4 separate regions of the Sus scrofa genome follow, and regions 1, 2 and 4 are each linked to region 3. Evidence: chromatin contacts called from public HiChIP or PLAC-seq and promoter capture Hi-C data. All regions are on one chromosome and are shown on one strand. The core of a region is the stretch at or near the end of the contact, and the rest is flanking DNA. Distances in the headings are between cores, read along the strand shown.

The links. Promoter capture Hi-C pulls out the DNA fragments that hold promoters and counts their contacts. HiChIP or PLAC-seq counts read pairs in DNA pulled down with a chosen protein or histone mark.
Region 1: a contact with region 3 is called in an H3K27ac HiChIP or PLAC-seq map of alveolar macrophages. The contact joins the promoter of MOSPD3 here to the promoter of SRRT in region 3. A contact is called at or near these places in 6 of 47 Hi-C or Micro-C datasets (embryonic fibroblasts, epiblast stem cells, liver and 3 more) and 1 of 2 datasets of contacts at active chromatin or transcription factors (alveolar macrophages).
Region 2: a contact with region 3 is called in a promoter capture Hi-C map of fetal liver, with 2.0 times the contacts expected there. The contact joins the promoter of VGF here to the promoter of SRRT in region 3. A contact is called at or near these places in 2 of 5 promoter capture datasets (fetal liver and skeletal muscle), 1 of 47 Hi-C or Micro-C datasets (liver) and 1 of 2 datasets of contacts at active chromatin or transcription factors (alveolar macrophages).
Region 4: a contact with region 3 is called in an H3K27ac HiChIP or PLAC-seq map of alveolar macrophages. The contact joins the promoter of GNB2 here to the promoter of SRRT in region 3. A contact is called at or near these places in 2 of 47 Hi-C or Micro-C datasets (epiblast stem cells and heart right ventricle) and 1 of 2 datasets of contacts at active chromatin or transcription factors (alveolar macrophages).

What each region holds. Positions count from the first base shown.
Region 1 is chr3:8,530,358-8,533,057 of Sscrofa11.1, reverse strand. It overlaps MOSPD3 (motile sperm domain containing 3), which reads right to left and starts at 1,313. Exons shown (of 5, transcript NM_001195356.1): 1 at 1,054-1,313; 2 at 757-832; 3 at 299-528. The coding sequence starts at 1,258.
Region 2 is chr3:8,889,925-8,892,766 of Sscrofa11.1, reverse strand. It overlaps VGF (neurosecretory protein VGF), which reads left to right and starts at 1,368. Exons shown (of 2, transcript XM_021086257.1): 1 at 1,368-2,842. The coding sequence starts at 1,623.
Region 3 is chr3:8,716,454-8,719,153 of Sscrofa11.1, reverse strand. It overlaps SRRT (serrate RNA effector molecule homolog), which reads right to left and starts at 1,372. Exons shown (of 21, transcript XM_003354479.3): 1 at 1,064-1,372; 2 at 668-807. The coding sequence starts at 789. TRIP6 (thyroid receptor-interacting protein 6) reads right to left here. Exons shown (of 9, transcript XM_003354478.4): 8 at 2,643-2,700; 9 at 2,263-2,546. The coding sequence ends at 2,415.
Region 4 is chr3:8,577,548-8,580,414 of Sscrofa11.1, reverse strand. GNB2 (guanine nucleotide-binding protein G(I)/G(S)/G(T) subunit beta-2) reads right to left here and starts at 1,378. Exons shown (of 10, transcript XM_003480989.3): 1 at 1,213-1,378.

The sequences.
Region 1 (2,700 bases), core at 64-2,563, 190 kb after region 3:
TCTCCCACACATACACAACTTGGGACGGCAGGAGTTGCTCAACCTACGCTTCTTATTGAACTGAACTTGGCTGATACATGATGGGAAGTACTGAAGTCAGAGCTAAGGGAAACATTTTTTCCCCCTCAGTGGAAGCCAGAAACCAACCTGATGTAAAATCTCAACTCCTAGGTAGGTTTCCACCAAAAAGCAAAAGACTGAACCGGAGGCCTCTTCACCTCCAACTGAGCTCATCTCTAAGATCATGCTAGGTCCTCCCTCCCTACAGAACTCTCAGAATTCCCATCCCCAAACTCACTCTCTGGGAAGTGTTGGGCCGAGGGTGGAGCGGTCCAGGAAGGGGGCCCTGGGTGGGGCGTTGGGTCAGGCTGTCCCTGAAGCTCAGGGGGGTACGTTGGGGCCCTCAGAACTGAGGTGATGTCCTTGCGCCCCACCACTCGGCCCTCTGTTCCTTCCTCAGACAGCTCAATGCGGAAGCGGTCCTGGACGTCATAGTGGCTGGGATTGGGGGCCACGTGGCGAATCACACTGGTCTCAAGAAAGGAGAGAGGCCCATTGAGGGGCCGTGATCCAAGTGGATCCAGGCCCCACCCTCCCAGGAAACTTTCCCTTAGGGACGCAGACAGAGGGGTGGGTAAAACAGATTGAAGAGGACAAGGTCTGGGACCTAAGGCCAAAGCACAGTAAATCAGAGAACTATTCTGGCAGCAACCCCTGGCTTTCATCAGCCTCTCGACCCCTCCCCTCCCAACTCACATGTCAATGCAGGATTGAGGCTTCACATATCCTTCCGCGTCAAACACTGTGTATTTGGCAGGTGCTGTGCACAGAACTGGAGGAAGAAAGCACAGAGAATGATTATTGCTTCAGGGACCCTGTACAAGCCCCGCCCATGGAGCGCCTTTGCCTCCTACCCCGCCCCCCCACCTCCGATCATCCATTCTGCCTAGGCTGGACATACGACCGTACTCATCTGACTGCTCAATCCATACAGCTCCCCAATTTTCTTCTGCCAGTCCCCAGATCCTAGCGCGAGACGCCCATCCCCTTCACCTCGGAAGCGAAGCACTGCTCCCGTGGGGTTATAGAGGGTCAGCAACTGCCGGGGGCCGCTCCGCTGGTCCGCCCTGAATACTAGATCCGGGGGAAAGACGAGGACCGGGACAACAGGTCCCGAGGGAGCAGGGGCGCCCCGGGACCCCCGCCCAGGAGCCCCCGAACCCACCAGCTCCTGGTCCTGGGGCGCCCCACGGCGCATGCAAGCTCTGGGCGGTGGAACATCCGAGGGCAGAGTTCAGGGGACGGGCCTGGAGGATAGAGCTGAGGGGCGAGAGGGGTGAAACGGAACGGGATGAGACCGTAGGGCAGGGCCTGGACTGATGCTGCCGCCGCCTCGGAATCCCGCTAGATGAGGCCCCAGAAGACAGGCCCAGCCCCCCCAAACCCTTCCCCTCTCCAGCTCTGCCTTGGGTCCCCTTAGGCCCCGCCCCCAAGCTCTACCTCGAGGGTCACGCCCACCTCGTAAACCCTGCCCCTCCCAGCTCCCTGCCGGGGCCCTTGTCTTCAGTCCGGGTTCCTGATCTCCATAAGCCCCGCCCCACTCTGCAGCATGCCCCGCCCCTTCCGGGCGTCCCTGGGCACTTGCCCAGTCTGCCCCCCCAAGACTCTACTTGCCGCAGCCGCCTCTTCCGGGGCTGTCCTTTCCGTCTTCTGTTTTCCCGAGACCTGTATTTGTGCCTCCGACCCCTCCCTGAGCTCAAGCCGACGCTTATTCGGACTTCCGCCTCCGAATGGCCGCTCTTGCTATGAAGCTCGCCTTCTGGTCACAGCACCTGCCAATCAGCTTTTGGCTGTACTAGGGCTGCCATCTTCCGGAGAGACCGTTTCACTCTTCCGCCGTACGGGCTCTGTCATTGGCCAGCGCCGCCTGGTTTCAGCCGTAAGTGCGCCCATCGGTGCACGTAAAGAGGTGATTGGCTTCATCCTAGTGACGTAAAACTTTACGAGCGTCTCTAGAATGCTAACCCTGGCATAAGCGGGGGTGGGGACCCGGGCGGGGCTGGGAATGGGTCTTTGTTCCTTCTCCCCACTCTGAGCCCGTCCGAATCACTAGAATTTACCTCCCACGAGAGAGCCCTCTTTCTCTACTATCCCAGGTCCTCCTAGAAGCCTTCGCAGCAACAAAAACCGTTTGCTACAGAACTAGTTGGAAGTAGCTCCCAGTTGGACTGGGATCTCAGCCCAAGGTTCTTCTGATTCCTTCCTGCACGGAACTCACTCGGAAATCACTTATATTTGCTACTTGCTGAATTAAGAGTCAGCCTTGCTACTTACGTCATCCCACCGAATCTTCAACTCCCTTCGCAGAGGAGGAAACAGCTTCAACAAGGTGAAGAATCTTGCCCCAGGCCACACCTTTGGTTAGCAGCAGTGGAGCAAAACAAAGTTATCTTATCTGAAACCCTTCTCTGAGCGCCCTATCAAATGTAGAATCTCCCTTTGCCTGTCCTTTTGTCACGCTTTTGTTTTCTTCACAGCACTCATAGAGCTACTTGATAGCATGTTTTAGTTTATCGCTGCTCCTGTAGAATGTACCTTGCTCTCTACAACAGTAGGGACTTTGTTTTGTTTTATTTTCAGCACCTAAAACATGTGGAGTGAACAATGAATGAGTGACTAGGATGAGCTTGAGCAGAGGTC
Region 2 (2,842 bases), core at 119-2,618, 170 kb before region 3:
CGTCATCGCCCCCCCATCCCTCCCCCCGAACCTCTAACTGTCCAAGCCCCCAACCCCAACCCCTCTGGCAGAAGATGCGGCCCAGGGGTCTGGTGGCAGAGATAGGCGATCTCTGACGTTTCACTCCCACCCTCCATCCTCCGCAACGCATTCAAACCTTCTCTTTAAGCAGTGGAGAGAGATGAAGTTGAGTCACCCCACACACACACCTGCGCAACCCCCTCCCCACCTGGTCTGCTTTCGTCCTCCAAATGTCCTTTGGGGAGTAGCAGCGGGAGGGGGAGAAGCAGGAGGGTGGTGGGAGAGGTGGTCTGAAAAGGGGTACAGCGGGAGCACCAACCTACACTACAGAGCCAGCTGGACAGAAGGACAGACACACCTTTTTCTTCAGACACGCACCGACCATGAACAGACACGACACAGAGGCACACACATCATCAATCTTTTCCCTTTCTCTTCCGACTCCGACCCTTTCCGACTGGATTACCCAAACCGCATGATCCACCCAAGTGCCCCAGCCCAGAGCCCGCACCCCGCATCGCAGATCCGCGGACAGTGCCCGCAGGCGCACAGAACTGTCCCTCCTCTCTCAGGTTCACGCCGTCCTTGGGCGTGTTCCCCACGGACCGTGCAGTCAGAGAATGGGGAGTGTGGCCCCCTCCTCAGCTTTGGAATCCTTATCTTCCCCCTTCCCAGTATGGAGCTCCTACTGAGGCCCAGTCCGACGAGGGAAGTGCCCCCACCCTATTCTGCTCAGGGGGCTCCCGCGCGGCTGCAAGTTGCTCTGTAACCCATCCTCCCGCCTTGCAGCGTCTCTGCATCCACCCTTCCATTCATTCTGCCATTCATTCATTCATCCTTTTCTCCTGGTCCCTCCTTCATTCATTCAAAGCCCCCCTGCCCCGCCCGCCTCAGCATTTCATTCATTCGTTCCTTCATTCATTCATTTCCCTGGTGCTAGGCTAGCGCACGCCCCTCCAACCGAAGCCTACAGTGCGCAGGCGCAGGCCGAGAGAGGCATGCATCCTCCAATCGCTGGGCGTCCTCCCGCCTCTAGGCGCCCGCCCGCTTCCCCATGAATGAACATTGACGTCAATTGGGCGGGGCCATCCCACGTGACCCCTGATTTCCTCTTTATAAGGCGGCAGCGGCGCGGGCGCTGTCCAGCGTGCTGAAGCCAGAGCGAGCTAGTCTCCCGGAGCCGCGCGGACCCAGCTGAGCCCAGCCCACTGGACGCCAGACCTCGACCACCGCTCGTATCCTAGCCACCGCTCGGGGCCCAGGAGGACGCGTCCCGATCTTCCCCTATCCCCACCCCGCCCCGACCCTCCTCTCCACCTCCCGCATCGTGACTCCAGCTGGTAAATACTGTGCTGTCCATCCCTCAAACCCCCGGCAGCCTTGGGCATGAGGGAGGGTTCTCTCTCCCCCCTCCCTGATGAGGGTGTTGAAAACAGTGCGGGGAGCCCCTGGGAAGGGTCCCTGGTAAATGGGGGAGTTGCCGCTTTTCTCTTGCTGTTGAAGTCGCCCACGCACCATCCGGGGAGTCCTGTGGGGAGGGAGCAGAGATTTTTTTTTCCCTCCGTATCCTTGCTGCTTAGTACGTGGGCGCTGGCAGTGAGATGGCTCAGGGAAGGGGGCGAGGAGGCACTGGGAGAGAGAGGGTTGCAGGCGTTTTCCCATTTACACGACTCCAGAGATCGGTACAGTATCTTCCTCCTTTGCTCTTAATCGTCCCTCTTCTGGGTAAGGTTAGGGGGATGAGGGAAGCCCTGGATTTCCCGACTAAAGGTGGGGGAAGGGAATATAAAATCAGAGAGCGGAAAATTCTTACAGAAACCCTCTCTTTCTTTGGTCCCTTCTATTTTTCAGTCTCCGGCAGTCCTTTGGTCATGAAATCGCCCAGGTTGCCGGCTTCTGTCCTCTTCTGCTTCCTTCTACTGCCCAAGGGGTTGGGGGCAGCACCCTCGGGGCACCCTGAGGCTCAGCAACCTCCCCTCAGCACTGAAAATAGAGAGCCAGTAGCTGGGGACGCAGTGATCGGGCCAAAGGATGTTAGCGCCCCAGAGGTCCGAGCCGCTCGAAATTCAGAGCCGCAGGACGAGGGAGAGCTTTTCCAGGGTGTGGATCCCCGGGCGCTGGCCGCGGTGCTGCTGCAGGCACTCGACCGCCCAGCCTCGCCCCCGGCGCCCGACGGCTCCCAGCAGCGACCAGAGGAAGAAGCATCAGAAGCTCTGCTGACCGAGACCGTGCGCAGCCAGACCCACAGTCTCCCAGTGCCAGAGACCCAGGCGCCCGCGGCCCCCCCTCGCCCTCAGACTCAGGAGAATGGTCCCGAGGCAGGCGACCCCTCGGAGGAGCTCGAGGCGCTAGCTTCTCTACTCCAGGAACTGCGAGATTTCAGTCCGAGCAGCGCCAAGCGCCAGCAAGAGACGGCGGCAGCAGAGACGGAAACCCGCACGCACACGCTGACCCGGGTCAACCTGGAGAGCCCCGGGCCGGAGCGCGTATGGCGCGCTTCCTGGGGAGAGTTCCAGGCGCGCGTCCCGGAGCGCGCACCCCTCCCGCCCCCGGCTCCCCCGCAATTCCAGGCGCGTATGCCCGAGAGCGGGCCCCTTCCCGAAGCCCACCAGTTTGGAGAAGGAGTGCCCTCCCCCAAAACACACCTAGGTGAGGCATTGGCACCCTTATCCAAGGCGTACCAAGGCCTGGGCACTCCCTTCCCCAAGGCGCGCCGGCCGGAGACCTCACTCCTGGGCGGCTCTGAGGCGGGGGAGCGCCTTCTACAACAAGGGCTGGCGCAGGTAGAAGCCGGGCGGCGGCAGGCGGAGGCCACAAGGCA
Region 3 (2,700 bases), core at 123-2,622:
AATATCCCAGATATACTGCAGGTTCGGCAAAACAAAAACAAACAAACTAGGAGTTCCCTGTAGTCTAGTGGGTTAAGGATCCAGCATTGTCACTGTTGCGGCTTGGGTCACTGTACTGGCGTGGGTTCGGTCCCTGGCCCAGGAACACACATGCTACAAATATGGCCGAAAAAATAAAATGAAAAGGTTTTGTTTTTTTTTTTAAAAAAGAACATCCCAAAAAACTAATTACTACCAGAGTCAAACCTAATCAATTAACCCGACCATCATTTTTCAAAGAACTCTTGCTGATTTTAGGCTAGACAACGACATTTAATCATATCCTGCCAGGAAACTGGTCGGACAACCTCTCCAGTCAAACCAATTCTGTAACATTACTTTCTTTTTGAATCAACCTTTTCGGTGTATAATTTACAAACAATAAACAGCACACACAAGTATTGCTCTTTTATATTCAAACTCTCTTACTTTCACCGCTTTGATCTTCTAGTCATTACACAGACAACTATTGGACCAAAAGCAAAGAGGTGAATGAACCACGTGAAATGGTCAAGGATGAGCGATTTCATATGGTTCACCCTAATAAGACCTTAAGGGCAATGCAGTGAAAAGTGGAGTGCAAGAGAATAATGCGCTGGAACAAAATTAAGGAAGAGTAACATTTTACCGGTCATTCCAATCATCCCCTCGACGTCTCTCATCTCTTTCCCGAGAACGGTCATAGTCGCTGCGTTCCCTTCTAAACTTGTCCCTGCGCCTTCGATCATACTCGTCATCACTGTCACCCATGGCGCGGTCTGAGAGGACCTGGAGGCGAAACACGGATAAATAGGATAATGAACAATGACGACAAGCGCAAAGGATTGTCCCTTTGAAGCAGCACGCCCCCCTCCGTCCGCAGAGGCCAGCCTTCCGCTGCTCCCGCCATTCTAAGCCCTCTTCCCCTTCAGCTGCAGGGCTCCACCAGCTGCCAGGGGTCTCCCGCCCGGCTCCCCGCACCCGCGGGCCTCTCGCCCTCCTGCCCGCCCCAGCCCCTGCTCTCCAGGCCCCTCCCCTCCCCCACCTGGGAGCGGCAGCGGCCGTTAGTCTCGCGCTCCGGCCGGCAGATTTTCCGGGCAACCTGGACCCGCCCCTTCCCTCGGGCGCGCGACGGGGACGGATTCGGGTGAGGGGGAGACGCGGGGCTCTCGGTGACTGGGCCGAGTAGACGCGAAGAGAGCGGGACAACCAAAGATGGGCGGTCGGCGCGCGCCGCCCGAGCTGCGCCTGCGTCACCCGCAGAATGGCACCTCGAAATACAAACTGGAGCCCGCGGGGACAGAACGGAACCAAACCACAGAGGCAAAGGCGGGGAGCACCGGGGGCCGATGGGAAGGGGCGGGGACCCGGAAGCCTCGCGAGCTTTCCGGGACGAGAACGGCACGGGCGAGAAGCTATGGGAGCCGCGCTGGATCAAGTGTGGCCTCTGGTGGGCGGTAGAAGCCTCTGGGCTTGAGGGTGAGTTTCCTCTCGCCGAGGTCGAAGGTCGCGCTTCCCCGGGTGTGTCTGAATCAGTTCGCATCCAGCCGCTGGTACCCCGACCCGCAGCTTTGATCTGGGAGCCTCCTGACGTCATCGGGAGTGGTTTCCAACCCCCCTTTCCTTGTACAGGGCAGGGGTTGGGGGAGTGCGGCCTTTCAGCGGATCCAGCAACCATTTTAATGCATTTCCCACCATTTTGTGGTCCCACCAGAGAATCAGCCTTTATTAGTGCTTCTGTCTGCGCTACGTCCTAAACCAGTTGTTCCTGCTCTTCCACAAAGGCACCCCCATCCTTAAGCAAAAGTGGCAAACCCCAACCAGTACCTTGATGAGCTCGGTTGTAGGTCTGAGGGCCTCACCACCCAGCAGGATCTCTGTTGCCCCATAACCTTTACAACAGGAAATGCTGCCTCCCTCGCATATGCTGCAGCCTTGTTCCCAGTGCTGGGGTGGGGGTGGGGGGGCGTTCTACAGAAACTACCCTAAAAGGGGGATTTAGAGGAGTTGTAAAATACACCCAGGACTGGAGTTCCCATTGTGGCTCAGCGGGGTTAAGAACCTGACTAGCATCCATGAGGATGTGGGTTCAATCCCTGACCTCGATCAGGGGTTTAAGGATCCAGTGTTGCCAGAAGTGCAGCATAGGTGGCAGCCGCAGCTCTGTTTTGACCCCCTAGCCTGGGTACTTCCATATGCCACAGGTGCAGCCCTAAAAAGCAAAAAAAGCATCAGATGAGACAATAGACTTCAAAGTGTTTTGTACACTCTTGAGGGATTATTATTTCATGATTAGAGGAAGAGAAGATGGCATTTGGTGACAACATTATAAAGGTAGATGTCAGGGAGGGTGGTTGATGGGAAGGGAGAACAGAGTAGGTGCTTCTGGGAAAGACTCAGCAGTCGGTGGTGACGGTGGCTGAGAGCTCTTGGATGCGCCAGGCACTGCAGGCCTTGCACAAGATGTGCCCATCCAGCGGGTAGCAACCCTGACATTCACCCTCAGAGGAGAGCAGCAGCCCGCACTCCTGTTTGGAAAGAAACAGTAGCTTTTCATCAGGCCTGGATCCCTGAGCCCCTTCTTTCTTGTGCTCTACCATACCCAGCGCCCCAGGCCCCCTGACCTCGCACTTGTAACACCCAACGTGAAAACTGCGGTCCAGAGCTACAATTCGCACAGTC
Region 4 (2,867 bases), core at 129-2,628, 140 kb after region 3:
CCCAGGGGCCTGGCTGGCTCCGCTCCAGCGCCCGAAGTCCTACCCCCCCCCTCCTTTGGACACCTGTGTGATCTGGCCATGCACACTGCACTCTGCCAACCCAGGCGTCCCCCACCCTGCTCCCACTTCCCCCAGGCCCTGGGCGTTTCTCTTCCCCGCTGACATTTCCCCTCGCTCTGTTCAGCTTTCTACGCCAGAGCCTGGGGACGCCCTTCCAAAGTGGGGGGCAGAGACCCCCATCCCATTTCCCCAGCTCGGGACAAAGCCCCTCAATTCCAGCTGCCGGCAGCCCAGGCCGGGCGGCAGCGCCAGACGCCCCAGGCAGAAGGAAGCAGGCCAGGAGGAAGCCGCTGGGGGCGGGGGCAACGCTCCCAGCCCTCAATCCCTATCACCCTTCCGAGCCCCCTCGGCAACCCCAGATTCTGGGCATACAGCAATTGGGGTCCCAAGGAGAAATGGGGGTGCCACCGCCTCCGCAAGGCTGACGGGGCGAAGGGGAGGCAAGGGACAAGCGAGGGTCCCCGGATCTGGCAGGGGAAGGCGCGGGCCGGTGTGGCTCTTCGAAACGCAGTGGGCCTGGCTCTCCGGCCCCCACGACCTCCATTTTGCCCAAAAGAAAGCTCGGTGGGGGGTAGGGGCGACTGGGAGCTAAGCGTGAGGTTAGGACTGCTAAAGGGAATGAGGTGCCGAGGTCTCTGGTCTAGGGGGTAATGGGTCCAGAAAAGAACCTAAATCGAGGGTGGAGACAAGGGAAGGGTGGCCTCGCGGCCTTGCCTGCTTCTCTGAGGATTCTGGACTTTTGCAAGGCGAATGCCAGCGGCGGTGCGAAATGGGAGGACACGAGGGGTGCTACCCCGGGGGAGCTAAGAGGGTGGCAGTGGTGGGGAAAGGGGGCGGGACAGGGCCTAGAGGAAGCCCCGAATTTAGCCCCCCAACTTCTCAGGGAGCAAGAGGCAGGTGGGGGTGAGATGAGGTCTAGAGTCAGGCAAAAGGCCCCTGATGCTGCAGGGAGCGCGTGCGTTATTGGGGGCGAGGGTCCCCCAGTTCCCCTTCCGGGTTTGGGAGCGACGGGGCCATAAGAAGGGAGGGGATGTCTGGGGAGTTACGTCCGCTCCCGAGAGGCCAGACCGGGTAGACAGACGGAAGAGAGGTTCCCCCACGGGAATTTGGGGCTGGGAAGGGGATGAGGACTCCTTTTACCAGCGGAGGTACCTGTGGCGGTGGGACTCTGCGAAGGGTCGCTAAAGGAGAGCGGGAGGTCCTGTCTTCCTCCGCGGCGGAGGCGGCAGCGGCGGCGACGCGGATGGATTTTCTCAGTCACCCCAACTCAACCGTCCAGCGCTGCTCTCCCCAGAGCGGAGGGATCCCGCCCGCCAGTGACGCGGCCGTCGCCGCCGCGCCCAGGGCCCGGCTGGACGAGACCAACTACTTATCGGGGGGAGGCCGGGGGAAAAATAGCACTTAGGGGGCAAATATTGACCCCATAACATCAAAGATATTACTCTACATTATTTCTACGCAAAATGGGCTCAGAAAAATACTTTGCTTCCCGAAAAGGCACAAAACATCCCCTCTGGGACTGACATAGGTGGTACCGGCATAGGGGAGGGTGAAACCGCTCGCTGGTCACGTGACCTGCCCTCCCGGATTGGGCGGCTCCAGACTGGGAAGGGGAGCTCGACGCCCCAGTTCTCGCCTTGGCTCCGCCCTTTGTCTGTGAGACCACGCCCCTCCACAGGGGACAGGGTTGAGAGAGATCAGTGTTGATCACTGCTGGAGAGGCCAGCCGGCCTCAACGCGTAGCGAGGAGGAGCAGTGTTTCCGAAGGTGCCCGGGCGGGAAGCCATGGGGACCTGGGCGGCCCCTGGGAACTCAGGTATGCTGTGAGAACGGGTCTGCCCAGGCAGTGCCCCCGCGTTGCCCAGTGGCTTTTGCGGAACTCTTTATGTGGCGGCATGACACTCTAATAGCAACTCGTTTATTGAGCTTCATACTTATTTACTCCTCACAGTGCTATGAAGTTGAGTACTGGCTTTGTCCCCATTTTACAGTAGTGGAAACAGAGTCCTAGGGCTGCAGAGTTGGAATATGAACCAAGGCTGCTTTATCGACCTTATTGTGTGTATTAATATCTAGCCTCTTGATGAACCTCGCTCTGGACCATCTCCGCGAAGGGATGAGAATGTAAGTATAGGCCTCGGTTTCCACATCTATAAAATGAGAGTGTTGATAGCTACCTGCCCTGCAAGTCACCTTGGATTATTTTAAGATCCTGCGGATTGTGAAAATGTTTTGGAAAGTTCAAATCAATGAGTAACCTTCATTGAGTCCTCATGCGATTTAAAAGTATTAAAACATACACTTTTCATTTAGCCTCAGTTGAAGGCATTAAAAACAGTTTCCAAAGCACCAATTTTTAAAGAGAATAAGAAAAGTCACATTCTTAGTTAAGCACAAATTCCATTTATGGAGCACTCACCAATTCGATCATATATTAGCAGTAGGTAATAGGTGTCAATGAGAATTTGGAAGGGAGGGAGTTCCCATTGTGACTCAGCAGGTAATGACCCCAACTAGTATCCAGTATCCAACTAGTATCCAGTATCCAACTAGTGGCTTAAGGATCTGGCATTGCGGTGACCTATGGTGCAGTTTGCAGCCTGGTTTTGGATCCTGCATTCCTTTTTTTGTTGTTGTTTTTTGTTTTGTCTTTTTGCTATTTCTTGGGCCGTTCCCACGGCATATGGAGGTTCCCAGGCTAGGGGTCGAATCGGAGCCATAGTCACCGGCCTACGCCAGAGCCACAACAACCTGGGATCCGAGCCGCGTCTGCAACCTACACCACAACTCACGGCAACGTCGGATCG